Linked DNA regions of Ovis aries: region 1 is linked to region 2. A link is a contact called in public Hi-C data. All regions are on one chromosome and are shown on one strand. The core of a region is the stretch at or near the end of the contact, and the rest is flanking DNA. Distances in the headings are between cores, read along the strand shown. Region 1 has its middle 23 kb from the start of PPP2CA. Region 2 has its middle 25 kb from the start of VDAC1.

Evidence for each region. A called contact is a pair of places that touch in the nucleus more often than the background predicts.
Region 1: a contact with region 2 is called in a Hi-C map of mixed tissues, with 3 times the contacts expected there. The contact joins two enhancer-like sites. A contact is called at or near these places in 8 of 16 Hi-C or Micro-C datasets (blood, hypothalamus, liver and 4 more).

Annotation. Positions count from the first base shown.
Region 1 is chr5:43,525,879-43,531,077 of ARS-UI_Ramb_v3.0, reverse strand. No RefSeq gene overlaps it. Among named protein-coding and RNA genes, the nearest start is that of PPP2CA, 23 kb to the right of the region's middle. Within about 2 kb of position 3,862, at least 8 of the 54 cell types and tissues checked have an H3K27ac peak or open chromatin away from gene starts, as enhancers often do.
Region 2 is chr5:43,338,403-43,343,212 of ARS-UI_Ramb_v3.0, reverse strand. No RefSeq gene overlaps it. Among named protein-coding and RNA genes, the nearest start is that of VDAC1, 25 kb to the right of the region's middle. Within about 2 kb of position 3,517, at least 7 of the 54 cell types and tissues checked have an H3K27ac peak or open chromatin away from gene starts, as enhancers often do.

The DNA.
Region 1 (5,199 bases), core at 2,613-5,112, 190 kb before region 2:
GCCTGGCCTGCTCCCATCCATGGGGTCACAAAGAATAGGACACAACTTAGGGACTGAACATAACAATGGATGTATAAATAAAAATGAGTATGACTCTATGAACATATAAATGAATAATGCAAAAAATAAGTAAATAGGGGAGAAGACACAGCTTTTTCTTGCAGTAGAGCTGCATTTAATAAATGTAGAGGGAATGATGGAAAAAGAAAATCATCATTTACCATCACACTAATAATTGATGCTGGCAAAGATCACTGAAGGGTGTTAAAACTAAACAGGATATTGCATAGTGTCTCCCCATAGATAAATTATTTATTACAAAGGGGAAAGTAATTTTACAGAGGAGTAATCTTAATAATTGGTTAAAGTGAACATTTTCAGTAATGGCACAAATTGATATAATTTACCACTTGACAGGATGCAATGAGAAGAGCAACATTATTTCTCTGATAGTCCTGCCAAAAATGCATGACCTGAATATAAACACGAGGAAATATCAGGAAAACAAAATCTGAAGCCCTGTAGAAAAACAACTGGCCTGCAATACTCAAAAGGATCGAGGCCACGGAAGTCAAGGAGAGACGGAAGAACTTTTCCATACTGAAAGAGAAGAGAGATGAAAGCTAAATAAAACATGTGATCCTGGACTAGCATGTTTTGCTATTAAAAACATGCTGGAAAAACCTTGAATGAGGACTCTGGATTAACACCGTACTATTATAGTAGTGTTGATATCCTACTTTTGATTATTGTATTGAGGTTGAGTAAGAAAATAACATTTGGCAAAAATTGTCAATTCCAAGTATTGGTGAGGATGTGGAGCAGTAGGGTGTATCATACAGTGCTGGTGGGAATGCACATTGGCGCAACCACTTTGGAAAATCTGGCGTTATCCACTCAAGTTGTAGATGAGCCTGCACTAACTCAACTATCCCTCTCCCTGGTGTTTACCCTAGAGAAGGGCTTGCACATGGGCTTCAGGAGCTAAGTAGCAGAAGGATGTTTCTAGCAGTGTGGTTTACTGTAGCAAAAGTTGGAAACAAACCAGAAGTCCTTCAACAATAGACTGGATGAACAATGATATATTTAATACACACACACACACACACACACACACACACACACACACAGAGTCTTCAAGTGAATGAACTACAACTCCAGTGCATCAACATCAATAAATCTCACCAACATCTTTCATCAAAAAAGCAAGTCACAATATGATTCCACATGTGTAAGTTAAAAACATGCAAAACTGTATCTTAAAATATACAGTATATGATTAGATTATTTTAAAAGGTGGTACTAACAAACACAAAATTCAGGATAGCAACTCTATCTGCTGGGAATGTGATCAGAGAGTATACCTGGAACTTCTATGGGACTAGTAATGTTGAGTTTCTTGAGTTACTATACTTCAACAGTGTCTGTTTTATTACTATTCTTTAAATATGCTAGTTACATTTTTGTATTTTTATAATAAAAATATTTTAAACAAAACCCAATTCTTACAAACTGAGATAGAAATGGATATTTTTCTTAAAAGTCAGTACAGGAAGTGCAGGACTCTTCAGACATCCCTACAGATGATTGTCCACTTTCCATTTCATTTTTATTTTTAATTTATATGTTTTTATTGTGAAACATTTTAGAAATATAAAGATGCTCAGAGAATAATACAATAATCACTTATGTGTCCATGACAACATGTAAAACTTTAGAAAAATAGTTGAAGCCCCTTGTGTAGCCATCAATTACATTTCCTTTCCTGCATTCCAATAACTATAGTTTTGAAATTTGTATCTGGAATACCATTCTTATCTTCCTGACTTTATGCAGGTACCCTTAAAATCTGTATTGTACTGTTTGGCATGTTTGACATTTTATTAAATGGCATCATCCTGTACATATCCTCCTGCAACTTATTTTTCCCCAGTTAAAAAACAACTTTGTCCATGGCAGGATTCTTTGCATCTAATTTTGTTTCCAATGCTCCAAAATTAAAAAAAAAAATTTATTGTGGGAAGTTTCAAATATAAACAAGAGTATATATCCATCTACATCTACAAGAGTAGATGGAGTATCATTTTGATACGTGCACAATGAACCCCTATGTACTTATCACCCAGATTTAACAATTATTAACATGTGGTCAATTATATTTCATTCATTCCCCTACTTATTTCCTCTCCTCTTGTATTATTTTGAAGCAAATACTGGCATCAGTATAATTCTTCCCTAAATACTTCAATGTGTATATCTAAAAGCTAAGTCCTCTTTTTATAAAGATATAATTATGTCTTTACAACAGTTTTGAAGTTTAATATTATCAATACCCAGTCAGTGTTCAAATTCCATATTTCTCCTGTTTTTACATTTTGTTTGAATCAAGTCTCTCTTTTACTTTTTTTTAAACTGCTGGTGGACTACCCTGTGTAAGGCATTAAGTATAAAGTTCTACTGAAAATATGTGGGGCTGAAGATCTCAGTCTGAGTGAAGAGCAGCTCACTCCCTTCATCAATGGGCTCGGAATCTAGACTTCATGTGGCTTGTGGAAACCAGCAACCATTTCCACAGAAGCTGGGTTTGTTCATCACTGATAATCATCTAACTCTGTGAGAATGTTGGTTTTTGTTCTTATAGACTGTGTAAAAAGTTCCTGTAACGTATCTTTTTTCTTAAAACCCCATTAGATGGTTATGCTATTACTCAATATTTACCATGTCAAGTAAAGACATAAATAATACTTTTCTGTTTACTAATAATCCATGCTAAACAAATACTTATTTCCATCATCCTACTATCCTTGCTCTTCCTTGAAACTGGAGAAGGGTGTGGGATGAGATGAAAGAGTGAGGTGACAGCCCCATGAAAGTATTGATGTTAACAGATTGAAACCCATCACATGCTCTCCGTACACAGGTTACTTTAATAGAACAAGCACCCTCCTCTCTGAGACATTTTACATTTGTATTCACTGTAATTGCAGTTTCTCCTTAGTTGAACCTGTCTTATTTTCAGGCTCTCAGTCATCATTTGGGCTATTGAAGTCTAATATGCCCTGCAGTCTTGAAAGTGTTGCTCTCGTTGTTAGCATAATGGTGCTTATGGGACAATTTAAATATTTTACTCTTTCTGGGGTAAAAACAAAAATTACTTGCAGTGGAAAAATGAGACTGCTGATGCTAGTGATTAGAAGCCTCACTGGGCACACACATGTGCACACGCACACACACAAACACAAGAGAAGCCCCACTTTCATGAATGTGATTGCATTAAGACAAAGATGAGCTCCTTAGGGGTGCTAAGAGGGTGCTAACGAACCTTAAGCCTCAGCTGAACTCTTATATGCCAGATGTCACAAGATAGATGACATACTCAGTTGTGAAGGAAAGAAAAAAATATATGTGTGTGTGTGTCTGTGTGTGCTGGAAACATGGTTGACACTGATCAAACTGTGAGACATGTTTTTAACTATTTTGGAATGAACTGTCCTTAAAAACATTTAAACAAGATGCATGTCTGAAATACACATGACTTTTGAGGATGTTTTCAAAAATCGCAAAGCTGCTTATAGTTGAATAAGGCTTCCTTTCCCACCGTTACCCACAGAGCTAGAACTCAGGAGGGAGAGGGAAGAAACCAGCTTAGCTCTGCTCCTGGTCACAGTGCCAGGCAGCTTGGAGGGGAGGACAGCAGGAGAAAGGGGTGGTGAGCTCCGCCCAGGATGAGGAGCCACTCCTCTTTCTTTGGCAGCCCAGAGCAATTATTTCATGAGAAGCCATCTTGATGACATGTGCTCTGTTCACAGGCCCCAAACATGCACTGTTTCCTGTGTGGAAACATTGTATGAGTCATCAACTGGTATTTGGGTGAAGCAGGAACCTGAGCAGGTCTCACCCGAAGCCTTGTTGACCCTGAGAACCTGGCACTGATTTAGAGCATCACTTCATACAGGCAGAGGACTCTTTCAGCAGTTAGGACTGCCAGCTTTCCACAGCCAAAATTCAGTGGTAGTCACTGACCTCGTGGTCTTGACAGTCTCTAGACAGGGTTAGAGGATGCAGCGTGGACATGCAGCCTTCACCGTCTGCTCTGCCCTTGAATTACAGGTACACCAAGAATACACATCACAACTGCATCATCAGGAAAAGCAGGGTAGAAGTGCTTCTAGCCCTGGGCCATATTTTAGATCCAACACTCTGTGTACTTATCTTGGAAAAAGCTTTGGGAACAGAGGAAGTCATAGTTTGATGGCATTGTTTGAATTTGACAATATCACTGGTACAACTTTTCCTTCGATAGTTTCCTAAACTCAGCTATGTTCACTATATATATGTTCTTAAGAGGTAAATTCTGTTTAGTAGTAGGGGAAATGGTCATGGTCCTTGGTCATACTAGGATCATATCATACTAGGTCATACTAGGACTAAAATCTAGGTCATACTTTGAGATTATTCTGTACAAGAGAACCTCAGGAAAAATAGTTTCATAATGATAATGAGCCACAGCTTTATTCAACAAACATTGTCTTTGAGTGAATTGTATTGAGTTATCAGTGTTTGGTAACTAGATTGTGAATACCTGTATGGCAAAGATCCAAGTTTTCTCCATCTTTTATTCGCTATGGCAGTTAGTACATGGCAGAGATTCAGTAAAGTAGAGCAGAGTATCTAAATAATAATACTGAGTTGACCAAAATGTCCCTTCAGGTTTTTCTATAACATCATACAGAAAAACCCAAAAGAACATCTTGGCCAACCCTGTAGTTAGTGTTGAGAATGAGATTATTAATGATCTGTGGGATCCTAGAGGGAGAGATGAGACTAGGGGAACTAAAAATGCTTCAAGGGGTAGTGTTTTTTGACAGATAGATGGACCTTAATAGATTGAAATAAGGGCCATCATATATTGGGTGTTTAATGTGTGCCAGGCACTGTGCTAAGCATTTTGCATGCATAATCCAACAGAATCCTCCAAGCAACCCTATGAGAAAAGCACGGTCAATATCCCCATTTTAGTGCGGAAGAAACTTGTGGCTCAGGCAGATTAAGTCATCAAACTCACACAGCTGGAAGGTGACGGAGTCAGAACTGAATCTAGTCTAACATAGAAGGGTATGCTCTTTATCACTGGGCTATATTGTTCTCTATTCTAGGAAGTGAGGCAAGTGGCTTAGTGTTTGGAAATCATGGACCACA
Region 2 (4,810 bases), core at 2,268-4,767:
CTGGAGTGGGTAGCCTTTCCCTTCTCCAGCGGATCTTCCCAACCCAGGGATAGAGCCCAGGTCTCCCGCATTGCAGGAGGATTCTATACCTTCTGAACCACCAGGGAAGCCCAAGAATAGGGGAATGGGTAGCCTATCCCTTCTCCAGGGGATCTTTCTGACCCAGGAATTGAACTGGGGTCTCCTGAATTACAGGCAGATTCTTTACCAGCTGAGCTATCTGACAAGCTTAAAGCAGCATGAATTTACTGTCTTACAGTGTTCAGTTCAGTTCAGATGCTCAGTCGTGTCTAACTCTGCTACCCCATGGACTGCAGTAGAGTTCTAGAGGCCAAATATTGGAAATGATTTCGCTGAGCCCAAATCAATGTATTGTCAAGGTCATGTTCCCTCCACGTTTCTAGGAGAGAGTCTGTCTCCGTGCTTTTTCCAGCCTCTAGACTGGACCTGCATCCTTCGGTTCCTGGCCTCTTTCTCCAATCTTCAAACTAGCATGTAGCGCTATTCAGTCTACTACAGGTAATGCATGCTTCCCTGAACTAAGTGGATTTGATCCTTACAGATTTATTCCAAGTCTTCATTTTCCCGTCTGTAAAAGGCAAGTATAAGACCAGAAGGTCTTTGAGGTTCTTCTCTGTCTGAAATCCTATACCTGGGTTGAGTTCTCTCGTAATCAACTGGAATGGTCAGTAATGGCTACTTCTAAATCTGACAAGGTGGTCATCCAGGGCTGCTTTGGGACACAGTGTGAAGTCCTTGTGGTCCATATCATGAATGACAAGTGATGGTAATGAAAGTGGTGGGTGACGAGGGCAGTCTTCCTGTGGGGTCCCCTGGGCTCCCTAGGGGTGAGAACTTGTTCTAGAAAATCTGGGCCTAGTTCATGATTCTAGCACAAATGGAGAGGTGAGGAGAAAACTTTTCTACCCCCAAACCTGCTGGCTTGAACTTTCTTCTTATTAGAGCTGCCAGACAGACCTTGAGAGGCTGTGAGTTCCCTGTCACCAGGAAGATCTGAACAGAGGCCAAATGACTCAAAGATATTCCAGGAGGACCTGCGCATTGTTTAGGGGCCTCACGGTCCAACATGTTAGGCACTAGCTACCTGTGCTATTTAATGCTTCATGCTTATCTCATATTTTAAAAAAACGTAAACTCTTTATTTTGAAACAATTATAGATTTGCAGGAAGTTGCAAAAACACTGCAAAGAGGTCTCATGTACCCTTTGCCCGTTTCTTTCAATGGTTGCATCTACTATTACTGTAGTGCAATATCAAGACCAGGAAACTGATGTTGGTACAATGTGTGTATAGCTCTGTATCATTTTCTCACATGTGTACGTTTATGTAACCACTACCGCAATCAAGAGACGGAGCTACTCCACGGCTGGGACTTCCCTGGCACTCCAGTGGCTAAGACCCTGCACTCCCAGTGCAGGAGACCCAGGTCCTGGTTGGGCATCTAGGTCCCACATGAGGCAACTAAAATGCCGCAGCTAAGGGCTTCTCCGGTGGCTCCATTGGTAAAGAAACTGCCTGCAGTGCAGGAGACCTGGGTTCAATCCCTGGGTCAGGAAGATCCCCTGGAGAAGGAAATGGCAACCCACTCCAGTATTCTTGTCTGGAAAGTCCTGTAGACTGTGGAGACTGGCAGGCTACAGTCCATGGGGTTGTAAAAGTTGGACATGACTTAGTGACTAAACCACCAAGAACTGGCCTGGTGCAGGCAAAAAAAAAAAAAAAAAAAAAAAGACCCAAACTACCATGGCTATGAAAATCTCTCACAAGTTGCCATTTTATAGTCACACCCATCACTCTTTCCCCAAGCATCGCTAACCCCTGGTAACTACTAACCTGCTTTCCAATCCATAATTTTGTCATTTTGAGAATGTTCTATAAGTGAAATTATATACGTGTAATCTTTAAAGTTGAATTCATTAAAATTTAAAAATTCAGTTCCCTGAATCTACCAGTCACATTTCTAAGCTCAGTAGCTGCAGCTGACTAGTAACTGTCACTTTGGACAGCACAGATGCACCGCTGTTTCCTCTTGGAGAAAGATCTATTGGAAGTGCTGCTTTAGGGAATAAGACCAGATCCATGGTTCACTCTTGTTGATTCACAGCTCATGTCACCCAGGAGTGTCATGAAATAGAGAGTCCTGAGCATATTACTCATCTATTGTTGTTTAATAAATTGGCCCCAATGTAGTGACTTGAAACAACAGTCAGTGCATTGGGACATAATAAACAACCTTTATTATCTTGCATAATTTCTGGGGGTCAAGAGTTAAAGAGTGACTCAGCCATGTAAACAGGCTCAGAATCTTCCATGAAGTTGCAGTGAAATATTGATCAGGGCTGCGGTGGCAGGCCTGGGGCTGGAGGACTGGCTGGAAAGGTGATGCTGCCTGTTGGGGTGACTGGACTACTTGCCAAGGTCTAAGAAGTTTCCTGGGATGTGGGGTTTTAGTGTGAATTAATTCTGGGACTGTCTCAGACAAAAGAGAACAGCTGTAAGCAGGAGGACTCAGTTCCTCCCAACGTGGGCCTCTATCAGGGCTACTTGAGTGTCCTTATAACACAGCCATCTTCTCCCAGAGTGAGCGATACTAGGGAAAGCAGGGTGGAAGCTCTGATGTCATTTCTGAGCTGCCTTGGAAGTCATATGGTATCACTGCTACTGCATTTTTTTTTCATGAGAAGCAAGTCACTAAATCCTCTGGTCCACATTCAAGGAGAGGAGAACTAGGATCCACCTTTCGAAGGAAGGACTGTGAAAGAGTAAGTGGACATATTTTAAATCCTCTGAAAAGTGAAAAAAAAGGGAACATGTTAGTCACTCAGTCATGTCTGACTCTTTGTCATCCTATGGACTGTAGCCCACCAGGCTCCTCTGTCCATGGGATTCTCCAGGCAAGCATCCCGGAGTAGGTAGCCATTCCCTTCTCCACAGGATCTTCCTTATCCAGGGATTAAACCTGGGTTGGGTCTCCTGCATTGTGGGCAGATTCTTTACCTACCGAGCCACCAGGGAAACCCTTTTAAACTGACCTATACTTGAGATCCAGATTGGGCAAAGGGGGCAGAGCCCAGGAATCCATACTTTATCAAGGTTCCCTCTTGACCCCTGATGTGAGGTCCATTTGCCCATCTCAAGGTCCTGTCCCACCGTAAGATGGTGGGCATCCCACCTACCTCAGTGGACACTCACAGGAGAGGAGAGGTGGAGGGCAACTCCAGGCTGATGAGATAGGTGAGTTGACCATGATTCCAGAAACTCTTATTAGATGACTAGGATGTCTTTTCCCACAGGATGAACGAGCAACAAATGGGGAACCATTTAGAAAACTCTCACCACACTGAAACATTGAATGCTGTTACAAATAACCAACACCAAACTACACAGCAATAAGGAAAAAAAAAAAAAAAGGATGACACAATGTATACATCCTTGAGGGATGGCTGAAATGCTATAGCAGTTCAGGGTCAAGGTCTGGAGATGAATTTATTATACAAACAGGAACATAGCTGCAGTTACAGTAAGAGGGTGGGGACAGATGGTGAGTAATGCAAAGAAATGCATGTTAGTATTACTTTCAATAAAAGAGGGTGGTTCCTTCTTCAGACTTCAACTGTCACCTTTCAGAGGCCTTTTCAGTCCTCTTGGTTAAAGCTGGTTGAAGCCCCTCTAGTTTTTGGTATCTCAGTACCTTGTTTGTGTCCACATAGCACTCGTTACATTTGAAAATATGCTGTCTGTCCCTGCAGCCTCTGAGCTCTGCGAAATAGGCAGGGAGCTTCCATCCCCTGCGGTCTCTCCAGGGCTGACACAGTGCCTAGGACATGCTTGCGGATCAGGAACTGTTGAGTGAGGCATGAAAGAGGTGAGGTCTGTGAGGAGAGGGGAGACCGCAGGTGAGGGAGGCAACAGAGGCCTCTCATGGCTGCTGGGGGAGGGGAGGCTGGGAGTCAGCCTAGTCCAGTGGCCCCTGGTCTGTGGATGTCTGAAAACTCCTGGGGCACCCACTCTTGAGAATCTGATTAAACTGGTTTTCTCACCTTCGGCACTGTTGCTCCTTTGGGCTAGATGACTCCTGCTGTGGGGACTGTCCTGTGAACGATGCTTGGCAGCGGGCTTGGCCTCTCTCCAGCATCCACCTGAAGCGCATGCTCCCCTGTGGAGACAATTTAATGTCTCTCCAGATGTTGCCAGATGCTCCCTGGAGATTGCCCTTGGAGTTGGATGAGAGAACTAGCCCAGCACCCTAGTGGCCTGAAATCTTTGTCTGAAGATGAGCCGCCAGTGTAAATGCGGGAGTCTAGTCAAGGCTGTGGTTTTTCCTGTGGTCACGTAGGGATGTGAGAGTTGGACTGTGAAGAAAGCTGAGCGCCGATGAACTGATGCTTTTGAACTGTGGTGTTGGAGAAGACTCTGGAGAGTCCCTTGGACTGCATGGAGATCCAACCAGTCCATTCTAGAGATCAGCCCTGGGTGTTCTTTGGGAGGACTGATGCTAAAGCTGAAACTCCAGTACTTTGGCCACCTCATGCGAAGAGTTGACTCATTGGAAAAGACTCTGATGCTGGGAGGGATTGGGGGCAGGAGGAGAAGGGGACGACAGAGGATGAGATGGCTGGATGGCATCACCGACTCGATGGACGTGAGTCTGAGTGAACTCCGGGAGTTGGTGATAGACAGGGAGGCCTGGTGTCCTGCAGTTCATGGGGTCGCAAAGAGTCGGACACGGCTGAGCGACTGAACTGAACTGATGCCTGTCTCACAGGGAAAGCTTCTTAGATAATTTGTT